2 separate regions of the Cricetulus griseus genome follow, and region 1 is linked to region 2. The links are chromatin contacts, called in public Micro-C maps. All regions are on one chromosome and are shown on one strand. Each heading gives the region's core, a stretch centred on a gene start, on an enhancer-like site or on the middle of the called end of the contact. The rest is flanking DNA. Distances are from core to core; before and after follow the strand shown.

Region 1 (2,700 bases), core at 140-2,639, 270 kb after region 2:
TTCAGGACTCTACCTGCCTTTGTCTCTCTAGTGCTGTGTTAAAGACAGAGATGCATGGCGACAAATGTGTTTTTCTAATACAAAAATATTAAAGTGGTGGGTAAATGAAAAAGTAAGGCATAAAAATGGAAGGAAAAGACACGACTGCCCCTAGGCACGCTGGAGGAGAAAGTTTATTGCAGATATGTGTGACAGCATAGTCAGAGGTATGGATATCTGGGAGAGTCCAGAGTGGACATGACCAGGCTGAGCTGGTCCCTGTGGGAAGAGGGCAGGAAAGGGAGAGAGGAACTAGGTGCACCAGCCAGGAGGTCAAAGGTACAAAATGGTAGGTAACTAAAATGTCTGGATTATACAGGTTAGAGCCTGTGGGGGAAGGGCAGCCCAGCCCTTGGGCTGGAGAGTTCATGGTAGAGGGTGGAGTATGCTAGTTATACCCGTTAATGGATGGGGACTGAGAGAGGCTGGGCGAGCCTGGCTGCCCGGTCTGCTGTGATAGGACAGCCTTTTGTCCTGGGTATGAGATCTAATACCTATAAAACCTGTTGGAGGCCGGGTGGTGCACGCCTTTAATCCCAGCACTCGGGAGGCAGAGGCAGGCGGATCTCTTTGAGTTCGAGACCAGCCTGGTCTACAAGAACTAGTTCCAGGACAGCCTCCAAAGCCACAGAGAAACCCTGTCTCGAAAAAACAAAAAACCAAAAAAAAAAAAAAAAAAAAAAAAAGCCAACCAAACAAACAAACAAAAAAAACCTGTTGGAGGACAGGCTTTTAGAATGCTGCCCTTCCCAGGTTCAATAGCTTTTGGAAAATGTCACAATGTACACTGTGGGGACTGCTTTAGTGTTGAGGCTGAGAACTTCCACCCTCTCCAGTGAGACTCCCTCAGCACCCAGAGATGTAGGAACAACTTTAGTTGTTGATGCTTAAAAACATGCAGACTAGAACAGAAACAACTCATGGTTTATAGAGGGTTAGGCATCGCCGTAACCTTAGGGAATCTTTTTCATTATTTTTCATTAACGTTAAAGTCTTCGTATCGGGCTCTAAAACTTGCGTTCGGGACTGGCCGCTCCGTCTTCACCAGCCTTGCGCTCAAGGGAACTGGGAGAACACAGCACTTTCAGTGCAGGCGTGGTTGTGCTGTGAATCAGGCAAGAAAAGGCATCAAAGCTAACAGTAGGTACTCAATACCTTGCAAGGGCTCCCGCACCCAAACTAGATCAAGATGACGCGAACACTCGCGCTCCCTAGCGTCCAGGAACGAGCTCCAAGAAGCAGCCTACGTGATAAACAGGAAGAGACCCAGAGCCAACCCCAGGCCTTTTCCGCTCCCGCCCACGTCCTGAAACAATGCCAATCAGACAGCTATGGAGGCGGTACTTCCTTCTGTGGCGCGCACGCGTGCCTGAAGTCCCGCCCCGGAACTGCAGATGCAGGCTGCTGCAGTTCCGGGTCGGGGTGTCGCAGGCGTCGCCGAGTGTGTGAGAGATCGCTGGCGGTGAGTACTCTCGGCGAGTGCGGTGCGGAGCGATGCCGTGGCCTTTTGCGGACGCGCTCCCGGTGCTCCCGCAGCATCGCGTGTCACGGGTGACCCCACTGCCCTGGTTCCTGGCTTCCCCACGCCTGAGGGCCCGCAGGCAGGCGTCAGGGCCCAGTCACCTCCCTTGAAGGGCTCGTGCGGTCGTTGTGTCCGAGGGAGTCTTGCAAGCGGCGCAGGGCCTCTCCCGCGTCCCATTTTCAGTGACAGCCCCTTCGGCTTGTCGGTGCGGTGGGGCCGTGGTGTGGTCGGTGCCCGGGACGGCTGGGGGAGCCTTGCCTGCGAGTCAGCGTGCCTCTCTACACGGGCGCCATGCTAAGCGGGTTTTGACATGCGTCATCATGTCGTATTCAAGCGAGGACCCAGTGGGATAAATATCTCATTGTCCTAACGTTGTAGTCGGGGAAACTGAGCCTCAGAGGTGGCAAGTGTTGGCTCTAGATGTTAATCGAGAATATAATTGTATAATTTTACCTTGTGCTTTCCACAGTGTCTATTCTTTCATGTAGAGAGGACGGTGTGGAGCCACTGCCACTCAAATAAGTCATGCATAATCCGACCCCCTTTAAAGACAAGGGTCTCATGTAGCCGAGGCTGGCTTTGAACTCCTGATCTTCCTATCTCCTTTTCCCGAATGCTGGCTACCCACTAAGCATGGTTTTTAAGCAGTGCTGGGCGTGGAACCCAGGTCTTCATTCACTCTAGGGTAACAAACTGAGCTGCATCTCCCGCTAGCTCTAGATCACTTAAAGTGTAACTAGACAGCTGTGTTGGAGTGGAGATGGCATTGCCTTTTCTAACAGGGAAGAGAGCTCAGTGCAGTTGTAGTAAAGAACACTCCATCCCCTAACACAGAACTGAAAAAAGCATCTCAGGTTCTTACTCCATCTCAGAAATGGCTCATGTAGGGTAGGCTTCCCTCTGGCACCTCTCTTGATACTTTCAATTATTTGTGTACAGCATAAAAGCAGGTATTATCATGCCCCTCTCCTTTTAGAGGATTAAGACACTAAATTCTGAGACAAGTAAGTAGTATTGTTGAAGTTGTATTTAGTGTTGGAGCTGGGATCCTGACACGTGTTAGCTCATGGATCTTTACTTCATTGCCTGTGTTCCCTCTGCTCCAAGGCGAACTAACCTATTCTGTGGGTGTTTGTGTT
Region 2 (2,700 bases), core at 111-2,610:
CTGCAAACACAAATAGCTGCTCCCCACTACAAAAATCTGTTGGCCAGATGGACCGTGGTGTCGCACGCCTTTAATCCCAGCACTCGGGAGGCAGAGGCAGGCGGATCTCTGTGAGTTCGAGGCCAGCCTGGTCTACAGAGCTAGTTCCAGGATAGGTTCCAATGCTACACAGAGAAACCCTGTCTCGAAAATCTTAAAAAACAAAAAAACAGAAAACAATCTGTTGGCCTTAGAGCACTTGCCTAGACGCCCCCAGTGAGGGGCTGGGGGCGTGGCTCAGGGTGGAGCCCCACCTAGAAACCCCCCCATTGACCAAGTGCTGGCCTACTTTAGGCTCCAAGCTCTTCCCCCCTTTCCATCTCCAATAAAATGTCCCTGACCCCGGGCAGGCAGCCTGGTTCCCGGATAAGGAAGGGGTGCAGCTGAGCCCCACGCCCCTGGTCCAGTCCCATCTGACCTGGGGAAGCCCGAGCGTACGTGCAGCCCGTCCACATTCTGGCTGACGAGGAAGCTGAGGAAGCCCGAGCGCTCCAGCTGCACCAGGGCCATGTGGGTCTTGGAGGGCCGGGCGTTCTCGAAGGTGGTGTCAAACTTGGGGGCCAGGCCACGCTCTTCCATGGTCCACACGCCGTGGGGGCCTCTGAGGACAGCGAGCAGAGGACAGAAGTTCCTTTTCGAGTGCAGGCCTCGTCCTGGGAGCCTGAAGTCAGTGTGTGCTGCGGGCTGGGTCCCTGTCGGGGAGAGCCAGCCGGCCAGCCGGGGACCCCGCAGCCGGGGACCCCGCAGACGCGTCCCAGCATCCCCTGCAGCCACACATCGCCGGGATCTGTGGCGGCTGCCCCACCTCACGGCCGTCCCCGCCAGCGCCCTGCCTCAGTTTCCCGTGCTCGTTCACAGACCTGAAGTCGGGGATGCCGGAGGCGGTGCTGATGCCGGCGCCCGTGTGGAAAACCACGCTGGAGGCCTGCAGCATCAGCCGGGCCAGCTCCCCCACCTTCCGCTCCAGCTCCTCCGGGGGGTCGAAGATCTGTGGGGACGGGGGCACAGCTGGGCTCAGGGACGGACCCCACCGCACCGCACCCACCCCGCCCGCGGGGTCCTCCTTCCAGGAAAGTCCTTCCCGCTGTCTACACTCCGTGTTTCGTGCTGTCCCCACAATGCCCCACTCGTCCGGGCCCCCGTCTGGCGACCGGGACACCGTGGCCTCACCTCCGGCAGCCCGCACTTGCCCTTATCCGCATACGGCGACAGCCCGGCTGCGTAATTCACCGACATCGTCGCCAACAGCGCAGACGGGAACAATAAAGTTTCCCTTGTTGAGGCCGCTTCCGCCGGAAATGGGGAAGGGACCGCCGGGGTGGGAGCGTTAGAGGCGGAGGAGGTGTTTCCCCCCGGAGCGCGCGCGCCGCACTGACGCCGCGGGCGCCATCTTTAGTGCTGGCAGAGACTTGCGGGCTGCCTCGCGAGCCTTCCCTTCTCGTCCCCGGCGCGCTCGCAGGAACCGAGTCCCAGCCCAGCCTGGCTGTGCAATGAGACCCTGTTTCAGAAAAGCGACAAAACCAGCAACAAAAACCATTAAAAACAACCCCCGGAACTCTCACTCCGTGGGTAGAGCTCACCCCTCGTGCATACAGCCGCGGCGGGAGTTCGAAGCCCGTCTAGAGGTCGTGAGACCCTGGGCGGCCTTTGGGTCTCTGCTGTGCGGCTGTCAGCCCGTGTCTGCCCCTTTCTGAGCCACAGGATAGAATGAATGGGAACTTGGGGTTCACAGGCACCCCCTCCCCCGGGCGCCCTGCCAGCATGTTCTCAGCTTTGTTTCTGGGGATAGCACAGAGCATCACGGTCAGGTCCCCACGTTACACAGAGGGGCCCGGAGACGCAGAGAGAGATGGGGAAGGGGATACTGGGTCAGAAGCACCTCCTGTGATCCCCTCCTGTGGCAGTCCATCCTGACCCCTGTGCCTGCTGGTGGTCAGACGGGACCAGGCCACGGCGATGGGGGCAGCAGTCCTTGGGGCTGCCCACATGAGCAGGCTGGCCAACAGCAGTCCTCCCTCTCTGGGCTCATCCCGTCCCCCTGGGCGGATGCCCCCCCTTCCTGATCAGGTGTCACCCCGACTCTGCTGCTGGCAGCTCGCACTTGGAGCGGGTAACCAGAGAGGCTGTGGTGCACGCAGTGCTCTGGCCTAGAGACGCCTCAGGTAGGGGGATGAGACTGTGAGAGGCCAGGGAAGACGCTGCTCTGGGTCCCAAGGAAGGGGATACTGTGTCAGGGGGTTGGGGAGGGGGCTGCTTGCGACACCCGAACACATACATGCACCTGCACACTCGTGACAGGTACACGGGACCCACCCGACATGCGCGGACCTCGCTCAATGTGCGGCCTCCTCCCTGAACCATTGTGGGAACCCACAGGTCAGCGGACCTGTGCTGCCCCACCTCTTCCAGGAGGGAGACCCCTAAATTCACAGGCCTTACCCACACGATTCCATCCTGACTGCCAACCTGAGTTTCCTGTTACCCTTGGGTGTGATTGAACTTTATAATTGGGGGTGAGAATGAGCTGTACACTGAGCTGTAGAGGAGAAAGGAAGGATGGACAGGTGGGTGGATGAATGGATGGATGGATGGATGAGTGGATGGATGGATGGATGGATGGATGGGGTGGATGGGTGGGTGGTGGGTGGGGGGGGTGGATGG

Evidence for each region. Hi-C and Micro-C count contacts between places; a contact is called where the count stands out from the background.
Region 1: a contact with region 2 is called in a Micro-C map of the CHO-K1 cell line, with 3 times the contacts expected there. The contact joins the promoter of Ddx24 here to the promoter of Sirt6 in region 2. A contact is called at or near these places in 3 of 8 Hi-C or Micro-C datasets (the CHO-K1 cell line and liver).

Annotation. Positions count from the first base shown.
Region 1 is chr5:102,657,073-102,659,772 of CriGri-PICRH-1.0, forward strand. It overlaps Ddx24 (ATP-dependent RNA helicase DDX24), which reads left to right and starts at 1,390. Exons shown (of 9, transcript XM_027419185.2): 1 at 1,390-1,501.
Region 2 is chr5:102,385,723-102,388,422 of CriGri-PICRH-1.0, forward strand. Sirt6 (NAD-dependent protein deacetylase sirtuin-6) reads right to left here and starts at 1,361. Exons shown (of 7, transcript XM_035445559.1): 1 at 1,210-1,361; 2 at 900-1,027; 3 at 458-640. The coding sequence starts at 1,275. Ankrd24 (ankyrin repeat domain-containing protein 24) reads left to right here and starts at 1,313. Exons shown (of 24, transcript XM_035445864.1): 1 at 1,313-2,603.